Regions from separate parts of the Zea mays genome. Here region 1 is linked to region 2. Evidence: chromatin contacts called from public Hi-C data. All regions are on one chromosome and are shown on one strand. The core of a region is the stretch at or near the end of the contact, and the rest is flanking DNA. Distances in the headings are between cores, read along the strand shown. Region 1 overlaps LOC100191506. Region 2 holds the start of LOC100277012.

Evidence for each region. Hi-C and Micro-C count contacts between places; a contact is called where the count stands out from the background.
Region 1: a Hi-C map of leaf shows a contact between it and region 2, with 4 times the contacts expected there. The contact joins the enhancer-like site here to the promoter of LOC100277012 in region 2. A contact is called at or near these places in 2 of 25 Hi-C or Micro-C datasets (endosperm and leaf).

What each region holds. Positions count from the first base shown.
Region 1 is chr10:21,949,945-21,957,005 of Zm-B73-REFERENCE-NAM-5.0, reverse strand. It overlaps LOC100191506, which reads left to right. Exons shown (of 16, transcript NM_001136938.1): 12 at 92-133; 13 at 220-261; 14 at 563-693; 15 at 784-910; 16 at 1,119-1,535. The coding sequence ends at 1,271. Among protein-coding and RNA genes, the nearest start is that of LOC100191506, 19 kb to the left of the region's middle. Within about 2 kb of position 2,490, at least 17 of the 20 cell types and tissues checked have an H3K27ac peak or open chromatin away from gene starts, as enhancers often do. A contact at or near this core is called in endosperm and leaf, where this site is marked.
Region 2 is chr10:21,819,418-21,826,418 of Zm-B73-REFERENCE-NAM-5.0, reverse strand. It overlaps LOC100277012, which reads left to right and starts at 2,900. Exons shown (of 1, transcript NM_001150686.2): 1 at 2,900-4,292. The coding sequence starts at 3,052. The coding sequence ends at 4,008.

The DNA.
Region 1 (7,061 bases), core at 1,241-3,740, 130 kb before region 2:
AGATGCATTGTGTTGTTTTTATTTAAGCCTTTTTTTAATGTTATCAGAACAAACATCTCTAATGATATATCTGTACTGTTGCTACATGCAGCCTGCATTTGATTTGAATTTGCTAGAAGATACCACCCATCAGGTATATGTGTTATTCTGTAAGATCGCTCTTGAGGTATTTAGTAATGATAAACCTTTGTTTTTAAAAGGTTTACATGCATTATGCAGATTACTTCTCTGGCAAATCCATGTCTCTTCGGTTCCAACGAGGTACACTATGTTAATAGATATAATGGTTGGAACATGTAAAACATATATGGTTTTCCTTGTCTATTATCTAGTAAGTACGCCTTTATTTTGGTTAAGTTTTTTTTGTTATTGCCCTGCAAATTATTTTTTTTGAGACATGGTCATTGAACTCAAAAAGAATATTTTGGAAAAATTCGCTAGATGCCATTGGATTTTATATTCATCCCTTGTGTGCTATTAAATGACATTTATGGGATATTTTTTTTCCAGATAAGTGCAGTATTACCCAATAATGTTTGCTTTCCTCTCTTTTTTTTTCCAGATAAATTTTGGCTGTTGTACAGTGGACATTCTGAAACAGCTCAGTGGCCAAGAAATTTCTCGCAAGCCACCTGGCGGAAAGCCTGGAGACAGGATTGGTAGACTTGCCTCACACATACTAAAGCAGCAAAGGTGATTCCATCTGGCTTTGTCACGTTGTACCACCGGGGACAGATCGTGCGCAGTTGTTAAGTTCTGATGTAGCGCTCGCTCTTCCTACAGTTACTACCCTCTATATCCTCCTGCCCCCGGTGTGCCGTTAGACTTGTCACTCGCTAAGGAAGCGCTGGAGATCCCATCAGCGCCAGATGTTCTCCTCCTTCCTTCTGATCTCGCACCATTTGTGAAGGTAAACAACAAATTTGCAGCGCAGTACAGGGCAGCGCATCTCTTGTAGAATTCTAATTGATATCAGTCAATATATATCGTTCGAATCCTGCCCACCCGTGAGCTCGTTGTTCAGAAGCCAAGTGCATCCACATGTCTGTCGTTTATAATAAAGTCACTTCCTTTACTTCTGAATGGGGTGATGCTAAACAGGTACTATGTTTGCGCAGGTGCTCTCCCTTGGAGAAGGTAGCGACGACGACAGACGGTTTATCTGTGTGAACCCTGGGAGGTTGGCGAAGGGTATTGGCGGGGGCACATTTGTGGAGCTTTACTACAACGAGGGCATCGACAAGACCAATGCCTCCATCATCCGCATATAGGATCGCTGAAACTAGGGTGCGCCGCAGAAAATCACGTACGTAGTTTTTGAGCTCGGAAAATCCATCTCAGCGTTTGTTATCCCAGGAAGTGTTGCTTAACATGTGGCATCTCCGCTGCAACCGAGTACCTGGACTGAAATGTTCATGTTATCGTCAACTAACAACTGACCTGGTTTACTTCAGGCCCTACTGTATAATTACAGGAATTGGTTGGTCCATCTTTGCTGTTTTCCACAGCATTCTTATGGTAAAATTATTACTGGGAGTTTGTTGTCCAGATTAAGCTGTAATGCGCCATACAACTTCCCCGAATACTGGAATATGAAGTGATTGATGAACCTAAACTTTGGGAGACAAAAATGTGATGAACAAAGGCAGCCTGTCACCCACCGTAGTACGATGCCATGCACGTATATTTTATACATCAGTATATATGTTGAAAAATAACATACACCTCACAGAAGTTGGACAGCTTATATTCCTATAATATTACTTCCCAGTAGCGGAGGGCAAAGAAAAAAAAAGAGGTAGGATGAAAGCTAAAAATACTTGGTCAATGCTAAAAATGGTTGATTTACCAGAAGCACAAGAATATCGACCTACCGGCCTACGTACGCGGGTAGCTCGATCGATCGGTGGCTCCCGTGAATTGCCTTCCAGCATACTAGGGGTCTGTTTGGTTGGGCTGTGGCTGTGGAAAAAGTTGCTGTGGGCTGTGAGCTGTGGAAAAAGCTGCTATAGGCTGTGTGCTGTTAAAAAGCTAAAAATCGTTTGGTGGAAACCACTAAAATTCGTTAAAAGTTCTTCGATATATGTTTTCACAGTTCCATCCAAAAGCCACTAAAAGCAGGTCCGGGGGTGCTTTCAGTTTTGCACTACGAGAAAGTCGGCTTTTAGAAAAAGCTGCTTCCTGGATCCAGCCCTTTGGTTGGCTTTTGGCTTTTAGGGGGTAAAAGCCAAAGCCAAAAGCCAAACCAAACACACCCTAGTACGTGATACGTGGCCGTCGCGGCCGGGATCCAGGGTGCACGCTTGCAGGGTTAGTATAAAAAATATATATTGTACTACCAAAGGTGACCTGCAACGTCCACCATCACCTTCACCGTACCAGTTACCACCCTGCCCAATTGATCTCCCAAGTGGCCTAGTCCCTAGACCGCAGGTGGCACGGGCCCACCTCGCGTCGACCAGACGGCCAGACCACTGCGAATCTGCGATGCGACCCACCCGCCGGCGCCAGCATCCAATCCATTCGCTCCTCGCAGCACAGCTGCACAGCAGCGAGACTGCCTCTACGGCGCCAGCCAGCGATGACGTCAGACGCGATCGCGCAGCGCGATTTGGGCCGGGCGGGCGACCGGCCACGCGTCCCACCGGTGTCCCGCGCATAGGGTCCAAGCCCAATCCTTTCTCCGTGTTACAAAATGTTTGACAGGTGATCAATCCCAACTGGTGGCAGTTATTGCCTAAGGGTCACACTCCTTGGGGACCCTGTGTACTACACTATATATACATCTATCTCTGCAATAAAGAATCAATCCGCTGTCATTTGTCTCTGTCCTCTCCATTTTGCCACTGAGCACTGCAATAGAGCGCAACACGTTATCAGCACTGTCTCAAGGGAGAAATCAGAGAAGGGGAAAAGGAAGAACACGCTGTTCTTGACAAGAACAGCAAGATCGATCTGCACATCAACAACAAGGTATGGAACATACCGTTTCCATGCGCATACGCCGTATGCGCGAAGTTCTTCATATTGTTGATGATGCGATGTTGGAAGCGTTCACCGTTGGGCAAGCCGCAGCGCTTCCACCGGTGCACGCGATCCCTGAACGCCGTGTGCAAGTGCAAAATGTGCACTTCTGCGTCATCCATGGATGGACAGCGGTGGTTCCGCTGCCGGTGGTGGAGTGTGGACTCCCCACTGCATCCCCATCGCCACCGGTGCCGGTGGTTGACGTGGGATCGTCTGCATCCGCTCCTATGGACGTCGATTTGGAGGCACCGCCGCCGCCTCCACCCACTGCAGAGGCAGTTACTCGCCGTTCTTCATCTCCACCGGCGCCCATGGTCATCGGGACCATCGCTGCCCGTCGAGGACAGCCTGCTCGCGCTGTTGATGCCCCGAGAGGCCGCATCATCTTCACCGGCCATCACCCAAATGGGGTGGCCCCATCTTCCTCCTCCAATCGGAGGGCCTAACGGCCCTCGATCTGGCCGCCACGTCGGCCATATGGGGGGAGGGGATGGGGTGAGGCGCGGCAAGCCCTGGTGCGGGCGCGCCCTGCAGTGGCATGGCCGGCGCTCTGCGCATCAAAGCCAGTGCTCGGCGCGGCACTTGGCTGGTCGGCCAGGCGCACACGCCCTGGCGCTCGGCGCGGGCACGGCTCCCGACCTGGCGCCCGGCCAGGCGGCTGGCAGAGCGCGAGCCTGGCGCGGCCCGACAGCGGCGCTCGGCGTGGCCTCCACGGCGGCTGGCTTGGCGGCTGGCTCCTGGGAGCGCTCGGTGCGGCTCCCCACCAGGCGCCCGGCGCGGCCTCCTCCAGGGGCGAGGGCGCGAAGGCCTGGCGCGGTGCACACGAGGCGCGCGCGCGGCTCCACGGGCCGGCGAGGGCGCTCGACGCGGACCCACAGACCGCGGTCCTGGGCGCTGGCGGCTTCGGTCCTGGGCGCTGGCGGCTTCGGCCCCCTGGGCGACGGCGGAATGGCCAGGGACCTCCTGGCGGCGGCGGCTGGGAAGGCCCCTGTGGGCGACGGCGGCTGGGGGCGGTTAGGGTTGGAAACCCTAGCCGCCCCAATATAATATAGGCTTTTGGGCCCCTGTTGGGCCACCTGGGCCGGTCAGCCAGGCTGGGCCGGCGTGCTGGCCACCAGGCCGCTGCCAGGCCCGCCTGGCAGGCCGCCTGGGCTGGTTTTCAGGGGCAAAAATGGCCTATTTTACCATTTTAATTTCTGAATTTCTGTATAAAACTCTGTTTTATATGTATTTTCAGTTCAAAGTTATCTTAGGCGTCTAAATTCGTGATTTAGACTGCATATATTGTAAAGACATATCTGTTTTATTGTAAATATAGCAGATTTTAGTTCGTGAATTATTGTTTGTTTTACATTAATAATTCACATATCTCTACTTGCTATTATTTACGCATTCATTTATGTTTGCATATAAAGATAGCATTTATTAAGTTCAGACTTAATAAAACTCATGCAAAAAATGAAATTACATTATTTTGGATTAAGAGCATAGGGAGATAGAGTCCTAAGCATTGGCTGCACTAAATTCTTTATAGAATTTAGTAGCCCAGAGACCGTGCTTGTGGCAGCATTTGGAATGCCTATCTCTATGAGGTCTACATCCCTCGGGATGATTACCTATACGTGCTATCCAAAATAACAGGATATGGAGTTATTGAATTTTACTTTGATAATTAGTAGAGCATGGGTAGTGGAGACCTAAGCATTGGCTGCGGTTTGTTCATTTATGAACTTATCTGCCTAGAGACCATGCTTTTAGGCAGCAAGTTTCTTGCCCACTACTAGATCTACCTCATTAATTTGAGGATTATCTATACTATGCTTACTAAAATTCAAAGTATTTATTCAATTGGAAGGTTTGGAACCTTCAGGCAACTCATATCACATGTAAGAGTTATTGAATTTTACTTTGATAATTAGTAGAGCATGTGTAGTGGAGACCTAAGCATTGGCTGTGGTTTGTTCATCCGTGAACTTATCAGCCCAGAGACCGTGCTTTTAGGCAGCAAGTTTCTTGCCCACTACTAGATCTACCTCATTAATTTGAGGATTATCTATACTATGCTTACTAAAATTCAAAGTATTTATTCAATGGGAAGGTTTGGAACCTTCAAGAAACTCGTTACATATGTAATTTTGCATATTGAGCTTACAACATCACCATTGTGACTATTAATTTATGCGTAAATTAATGGATGTCCATGGTCATGACTGTAGGAACATGTCAACCAAAGAGTTCGAGGAACTCGCCCTTGATGGGCATAACTACCCAACTTGGGCTTCAGATATTGAAATAACTTTTGCTTCTCGTGGGATCATTGATGCAATAGCAGCACCCATCACTGGTACTGATCCAGTGAATGATGTTAAAAAGAACACAGCACTTTTCCTTCTGAGGCTTTACATCCATAAGGACCTTAAGCAAGAGTACCTTATGGAGAGATGCCCTCATAACTTGTGGAAATCTCTCAAAGAGCGCTATGAACAGCAAAAGGAGCTCATATGGCCGTCAGCCAACCATGAGTGGAACCACCTTCGTCTGCAAGATTTTAAATCTGTTGCAGAATATAACCATGCTCTTCATAGCATTTGTTCTAAATTGAAATTTTGTGAGAAAGAGCCCACTGAAGCAGACAAGATAGAGAAGACTCTATCTACCATGCTTCCAGAGGACAGGATATTGCATCAGCAGTATCGCTCTAGTAATTTCCAGAGATATTCTCAACTCATGCACACATTGACCCAAGCAGAAAAGCATCATGAGCTTCTTCTAAAGAATGCTCAGCAGCGCCCTCCTGGGTCTGCCCCTCTGCCAGAGGTACATTTCAATGTGCATAAGACTGAGAATAAGAAAGGATTCAAGAAAAACTTCAAGAATCCTCCTGGACCTCACAAATTCAAGAAGAACAAATTCCACAAGAAAGGTAAAGGAAAAGGAAAAGGAAATGGCAAGCCTCTACCATCTAAGGGCAACAGAGCTTGCCTTAAATGTGGTACTGAGGGCCATTTTGCTAGGGACTGCACTTGCCCTAAGCACCTTGTTCTGTTGTATCAACAATCCCTAAAGAAGCCAAAGTCTGATAAGCCTGGTTTTGAGGCTCATTTCAATTCTACTGAAGCACCAATTGAGGTTGGAAGTTCTTCACTGGCTTCTGGTGACCTGAAGAACACTCTTGCTAAAGAGCACCTCAATGGGGTTGACAACAAGCCTCCACTTCTGCAAGAAGATGAATCTGATGATATGATCATTGAGTATATGTCAAAGGATCCATTTGGAGATTTGGCATAAATCTCTCATGCTTGGAGATTTGATCATGATCACCGTGGCTTGTGTGGTTGTTCTATACTGTCTTTATAATGTTGTTGTAATAAGTAGAGGTATACAATCTCATGTGTTGAGATGTAACACACTCTACAAGACCAGTGTTGGGTCCTGTGTGTAATGCGAACTCATTGGATGAGTCGCCATACCATTATTGTAATATTGTTTCGACATTGTGATATTTAAATATCATGTTATGTATAGTACTAAGTTGCATCACACAAATTCTTATTCAGAATTTTTATTTATGTATAGATGCATAATGATGACAACTCGACGGAAGAGGAATTATGCCTTGTGGACAGTTGTACCACAAACTCTATACTTAGGGAGATCAAATACTTTCAGACTCTTAAGAAAAGAGATGGGAAAGTTTTGACCATCGCCGGACGCGATGCTGTGATAGTTGGCTCTGGTCGAGCAACTATTACACTCCCCATGGGTACTGAAATTGTGATCGAGGATGCATTATTGTATCCTGATTCTACACGTACCCTCCTAAGTTTTAGAGATATCCGGCAAAATGGATTTCATATTGAAACCCATGATGAAAATCAAGAAGAGTTTCTCTTCTTGACCAAGCCGAATAAATATGGCAAGCGCATATGCGAGAAAATTCCATCACTCACGTCAGGGTTGTACTATACATATATTAAAAGCAATGCACATGTTGCATACAAGGTAATTTTCCAAGATGTTGATGCATTCCAAAT
Region 2 (7,001 bases), core at 1,651-4,150:
TTTGTCGTGCAGCGACCTCGGCCGGATCACCCTCCCAACCGACCGTATCGCATGTGCATTCAATGTAGGGATCGCCTGACACCTTATCCTGACACGCGTGCCTCAGTCGGCAAGGTCGAAGTGACCGCAGTCACTTCGCCCCTTTACTGACCATTCTGATAGGAAAACAGCACTGTACGCCCCGCTCCGGCTGCGGTGCCAACCACCAGGGTAAAGCTGAGTCACGATCTTCCACGAGTTCGGCCTCGGGCGCAACAGGGAGCTCTGCCTCGCCCGACCTCAGGCCTCGGCCTCAGCCTCGACCTTGGGAGAAGGTCTCCGCCTCGCCCGACCTCAGGCCTCGGCCTCAGCCTCGGCCTCGGGAGAAGGTCTCCGCCTCGCCCGACCCCAGGCCTCGGCCTCGGCCTCGGGAGGAGTCACATCCTCGCCCGACCTCGGCCTCGGCCTCAGGAGAAGTCTCCGCCTCGCCCGATCTCAGCCTCGGACCAACTACGCTACAGGGGATGCATCATTACCCTACTCCTAGCTAGCTGCCTCAGGCTATGAAGGAACAAAACCAGTGTCCCATGTAAGGTTACTCCGGCAACAGGTAATGATGGTTCCCCGCGTGCGCCCATGACGTCGGTTGCTCTCAAACCCCCTATGGAAGCCAGCAAACGTTAGCAGGATCCATGCCGCGCCGACAGCTGTGCTTCTACAGGGCTCAAGGCACTTCTCCGACGGCCACGTTAGCTCGTGTACAGGGCTCAAGGCACTTCCCCGCCAGCCACGTTAGCACATAGCTACACCCCGTTGTACAGTTGGACATCTCCTTGTATCTATAAAAAGGGATGTCCAGGGCCTTCCTAAGGGGGGGTTCACGTTCAGGTCCATATGCTGAGATGCATTCACGTTGACGCAGGACGTGGACATAGGGGGAACGCAGGGACACGGGGCAGACGAGACAGGCGGAGACGGACGCACGCAGGGACTCTCCCTCTCGCTCTCGCTCTCGCCCTCGCTCTCTCGCGACGCTTGTAACCCCTACTACGAGCACCCCGGTACAAGATAATATAAGCCTCATTCCTCCGCTTGTGTTCTATCTTGCATCAACCCATCTGGGCAGGGACACGCAGCAATAAATTCACTGGTCGGTTGACGGTCCTCGCGGGTCCGAAATGCCGACACAGTTGTTCCGTAATAATACATGAACCATGTTTATATACTTATTATATTTATATGATTCATATGCTTTGTGTTCTCATGATCCATATTGTTATGGATATATTTGAGATCACGATTTCTATGATTAATTATTGGTTATATGTCATCATCATAATGTTAATTTATGGAATTAAAATGATATGAAAAATGCCTATAATTCTGACAAATTATTGTCAGAATTTTTGTTAATTGTAATTGATACTATACTAATTCGATGTTATATGATTTTATATTTTTCTCTATAATTTTTGTTAATCATAAGATGCTCTAAGTCTAAAAAGAATAAGTAAGTTATAATTTGAGATAGCGAGGGTACTGTTTAAAGGAATGTCTCTAGATGGCAAAACTAATCCGCATGCTAGCACCAGTTGTGCACCATATCACGCCATTCTGAACTACTACTTTCATATAAAAAAATCTTGCTTTGTAAGTTGATAAATAATTATAACTTTTGCCACCACTTAGAGCATCTCCAACATCAAATCCTAAAATAGTCTTAAAATTTGAAATATTACTGTATTTAGAGCGTTTAGGTTCTCAAAAGCAATGTTGACTACAACGGTCAGGCCTACATCGTGCTATTTAGGAAATAAATCATATTATTAAAAATAAATGGTTGAAGATTAAATGGTAATGAGAATGTGACTCTAGTATATGGGGTACAATATTTAGGACCCGAGAGACGGAGCTCTATAAATGCTTGATGAAATTTTATAAAATATGACCGATGTTGGAAGGGTGTTTTGTGGTTTTAAGCCCGACTTATTCGCTGCGCTTTAATCTGGCGGTGGCTTATACAATATTTTAAGTATGAACAAGTCGGGCTATGCGGTATGACGGATGTACTGCATCGATTTCTATGCATAGTACCTCTAGTTTATTTCGCCATACAATGAAACTAGGGCATCATTAGTTATTTTCGTATATATTTGGTTAAATATTGATCGGCTCATCCAATAACCGGAACTATACTTTTTCAAGAGATGCGGAGAGTAGAAATCTAGCGACTTCACCAGGGCCCACTGATCGGTGAGGAATGTCATCCGTACATAGCAAGTGCCTGTGTGGGGCTAGTGATGAATATTGGTGGCCGGGTCTTTTCCAGGGAGATAAAGCAGTGGTGGCGGGCCCACAGACCTCCCTACGTGTTCCATCTTCCAGTCCCCACCATAAAGCGCTGCACACTCCGCGAGCTCTCATTTGTCCACTTCTCCTTCTCCTCCTCGTGGTCTCGCCCAACTTCTCCTGCATAGCTAACCCCCAGGAACCGACATTTGGGCCAACGAGAATGCCTAGTCCCACACGTCAGTAAGAGTGAACCTTTACGTACGTGTCTTCGAAGTATAGGCTCCCTTGCACTCTACGGGTGGGACAGCAGGTAGGACACGTCGCCGCCTCGCCCCTATCCTGGCGAGTGGGGTAGGTCAGATGGGTCCACATGGCAGCGAGCGGGATGATGAGAGGTGGGGTTTGATTTTTCTCGCGTTTGCGTGCCAGGACAACCATTGGCGCGGCGTGCCCAATCGGGCCGCGGCCTTTCACGTGCCTACCGCTGCGGTGAGCCGCCACGTGGTGGCTCGCAGCCGGCCAATGATAGCGCACTGCGCGCCTCGGCCTCTCCACACGTACGTGTCCCGACGCGTGTCCCTTCGCCTCCCCAGGCGCTGTATTAAAGCGCCGGGCCTCAAGCCGCACCCGGGTCGTCGGCGTCCTGGTGGTGGTCGTATCTTATCTCTCTCACTGCCATAGTGCCATCGTGCGAGCGGCGAGAAAGTAGAAGGAAGTGTGTCGTACTCGTACTCATACCGGGTTGGTTGGTTTTTGAGACGTGTGCGGTCGGGAGAGGGGATGGAGAGAAAGGGAGGGTGCTGCCTCGCGCCGAGGTACGCCGCCACCGCGGCCGCGCAGCAGGCAGGCGCGGCCTGGCAGATGGGGAGGATCATGCTCAAGTTCCGCCCGATTGCGCCTAAGCCGGCGGCCATGGCGCCCGCGCCGGCACCGGCATCGGCACCGGTGACCGGATCAGCCGCCGGTGCCGGGAGAGGGAAGCGAAAGGCCGCGTGCGGAGGCGGCGGGAGGAGGGGCCGGAAGCCCAAGAAGGCGGCCAAAGTTGCGATGGTGACTGCAGCGCCTGCGGCGACGGCGGCGGCGCAAGATGTGGGCGACTGCCGGGAGCACTGCGACAAGGAGAAGTCGTCTTCGTCGCCGTCCTCGTCCTCGTCGGGGACGTCATCCGTGGACTCGTCGCCGCCACCCCGGCCGCAGCAGCGCCAGCTCGCAACGCTGCCGCTCATGCCCGTGACGGCGGCGGAGGATAAGGCCGCTGCTTGTCCTGCGACAGTGGGGCCGGAGCTCGTGCCGTCTCAGGTGGCTACGGCGGCACGGCCGTTGGCTCCGCGCGCGATGCGCCCCGCTGCTGCTGCAGCTTACTTGGTGACGGTGGAAGAGGTGACCGCGACGTGGCGCGACGGCGAGGCGCCGGCCTCCGCGACGGGCCACGACGAGGCCCCGGCGTTCGTGTCGGACCAGTGGGGCCGCGTCACGTTGTGGAACGCCGCGTTTGTCCGCGCTGCATCCGCGGACGACGGCGACGAGGCGGCGGCGCCCGTGGTGCTCGGCGGTGCCCTCCCGGCGTGGGGCACCTGCGCGGGATTCACGTGCCGCGTCCGCGCCCGGCACTGGAGCGCCCGGCGCGTCGGTTCCCCCGTGGTGGCGCCCTGCGATGTGTGGCGTCTGGACGCCGCCGGCAGCTACCTTTGGCGGCTGGACCTGCAGGCCGCGCTCACTCTCGGCGGCTGCCTGTGAACCGTACACCACTGTCAAGAGCAAGCAACGAATATGCTGTGCTACTCCTCTACGTGCGGAGACGTGTTGTATTTTATTCTATGAGCGTTATTTACTGACGTAAGGTATGGTTTAATCGACGGATTGCTATCCTGGTCGGGCTTAATTAAGGACGTTGAAGCCTGGTAAGGTATACTAACTTAGCGTCCTTCGGAATGGGAGTGAGTTGGGAGGACTTGAAAATGTAAGAAGAAGAAAACAAAGCATGTGATGGATGCTTCTGGATGTGCAAGCTCAGTCTTCATTCTTCAGCAGCGCGGAAATTGGCTCTAATAACATTGGTTTATGTTGACAGTGCTAGCGAGGACAATGAGTCATTCGATGTGAAATAATACCATCTGTTCTTTATGATAGTCTATTTAGTATAATATGATGGCATGCCCTCTTAGGCAGTAGCCGGCCAGCATTTGAAACATGGTACTTCGTTTTATTTAAAAAATAATAAGTTATTATTTATTATTTATTTGTTTTATCATTTAAGGTAGTTTATATTTAACTTAAAATTTATATTTTTTTAATAAATATTTTGAATAATATAACTGGTCAAAGTTTTTGATAAAAAATCAACGATGTCATATATTTATGAAAGAAGATAGTATTTAAAATTACTAAGGACTAATTTGAAAGCTCCATTGTTTTAAGAAATTTTTATTTTCCTTATAAAATGAACAAATTTTTCTTAAAAATGCGGTTCCCAAATTAACTCTAAGAGATAAAATAATTAGCATATATAATATCTATAAAGTCTTAACATATTCATATTCACGTATCAACTACTTTATAACTGGTAAAAAATGGAATTATTTTTTATTTTTTATAGAAATCTTGGGTATTCATTTGAATATGCTTGTCACTATATTGGGCCCGCCTCTCCTCTTGGGGCCTCTTGGTCCATTTTTTATAGTCTAAGGAGGAGTGCGGTTACATGTTTAAGTCAGTTACATGACACAAGTCTAGGTCGGTTAAGAGATATAAACAGTAACCAACCTAAACTAAGCAAGTATAGATCAGTTAAGAGATATGAACAGTAAGAAGCCTAGACTTAGCCTATCCTGAATTATCAGGGATCATATACTTATGGGTGCATGAATTGCTATATTTATAAGATACCAGTCTTATTTCCCAATCTGGTCAGATCTTGCCATCTTCATTATCTTAAGGTTTCCTTGTCGATGAGGACAACTTGTTACATGGGCTAAGTCCCTGGATTACTCCCCATGCTCCAGGGATGACTTGTCAGTCTTCTTTATTCGATGATTGAAGGATAATACTAGTATATTTCTTTAACATAGCCCCTCTCAAGTCTTATTTGACTAGGTTATTAGCTCAGAGAGATAAGACTTCGCTTGATTCTTCTTTCATAGCTTGATTGTGCTACAACCAAGTTGTTCTACCTTTTAGCTGAGTCCCCATTGTCGTCTCTTAGCCCCCAAGCCCTTGAACTCGAGATTTCACTAATGAAGTCTTGGTTAGTTTATCTGTAGGGGCCAATGTTGCCAAAGGTACTTTGACTAGTTACATCACATGATCACCTTAAAGGTGTGGGGAAAAGCTATGTCGAAGATCACTCATTTAAACTTTTTACTTTGGCACAAATTAGTGTATTTCAGGAATCTCTACTGATGGACGAAGCGAATCTTCGGACAGTAAGGCATGCAGAGAAGCTTCTCACATACATGCGAGTGGAAGAATGTTAGCCAAAACTGATAGCTTTGGCGACAAAAGAAAGGCTTTGGGTGCGAGCCAAAGGAGAAGGTGACGAAGTCTTGAACATGCGCAACCGAAGCTGAAGAAAATATGCTACTTCCCTAATGGCATTTGTAAACAGTGAAGGGCACAATTGTAATCCTATATTAGGTCGGTTTGTCTCCCCTATAAATAGATGAACAATATCCCATATAAAGTACCTTGAACCAGGTGCTACAGCTTCGTCTAGATCAACCTCTGAAACACCTTCGTGCTATCTTGCATCAAGAAGCCGAAGGTATGATTGTAAACTTGTATGAGAAGAGAAATAAAATGATAAGGCACATGAGATGAGTTCTCATATCTTCGTCTTACTTCGTGTATTCCATTCAATTATACTCTACCTTAGTCCTTGAATCGTTATCTCGAAGAGATAACACTCCAAGGACGAAGGTGTCTACTTTTTAACATTGTGTTGCCTTGTTTTTGATTCCATACGACAATTGAAAACAAGTGACCAACATTACCAGACTATCACTTTAGATTCTGAAAAATTGAGTCGCTTTAGCTTCCTCATCAGCTTCAGAATAGATCTTTGTGCTTCTGCATTCGCAGATTCATGGCGCTTCATCTTCGGTAATGGGCTCAAATAGGACTCCTTCGCAATTTTAGACTTTCACCATATCATCAATCAATAATTTAGCTTTCCAACGCTCCCTTACATCCGTCACTTTAGCTTCCAGTCGCACAAACCCTTGCTTTCCTCCACCGCCACTAGATCGTGAGATGGTATGAATGACCGCTTCTCACCCACATAAGTTTGAAGCCTTCATATTCAATGCGAAAGACCTAAGGACCCTAGTGACAGCAGGTCTACATCAAGAAAAGAAAACATTCAATGGAAAATCTTGAGTAAGGAATCCTTCCCAATGTCTGACAATGGCCAAATCGTCGTTTTTACTCATCATCTGAAGCACAGGATCGATCTACATGTCTCTCACTTCTTCTGTGACCTCCTTCATTATTATCATATTGAATTGCTTCATCTTAATCCCAACTCGATTCTGCAGATTGCCATTTTGTGGAATTCCTCCCTTCTTCCCTGTAACACCCCATACACTCTCGGACCGACGGTGCTTACTCCTGGCAACCCTCTAGGATCATAGAACATCCCTACAAACCAACACGAGCCTTTTACGTGCACTTTGTCCTCACTCATGCGTATCGGGGAAAACTTTCCGGTTGGTCACCTATCCCAAAATTGCTCT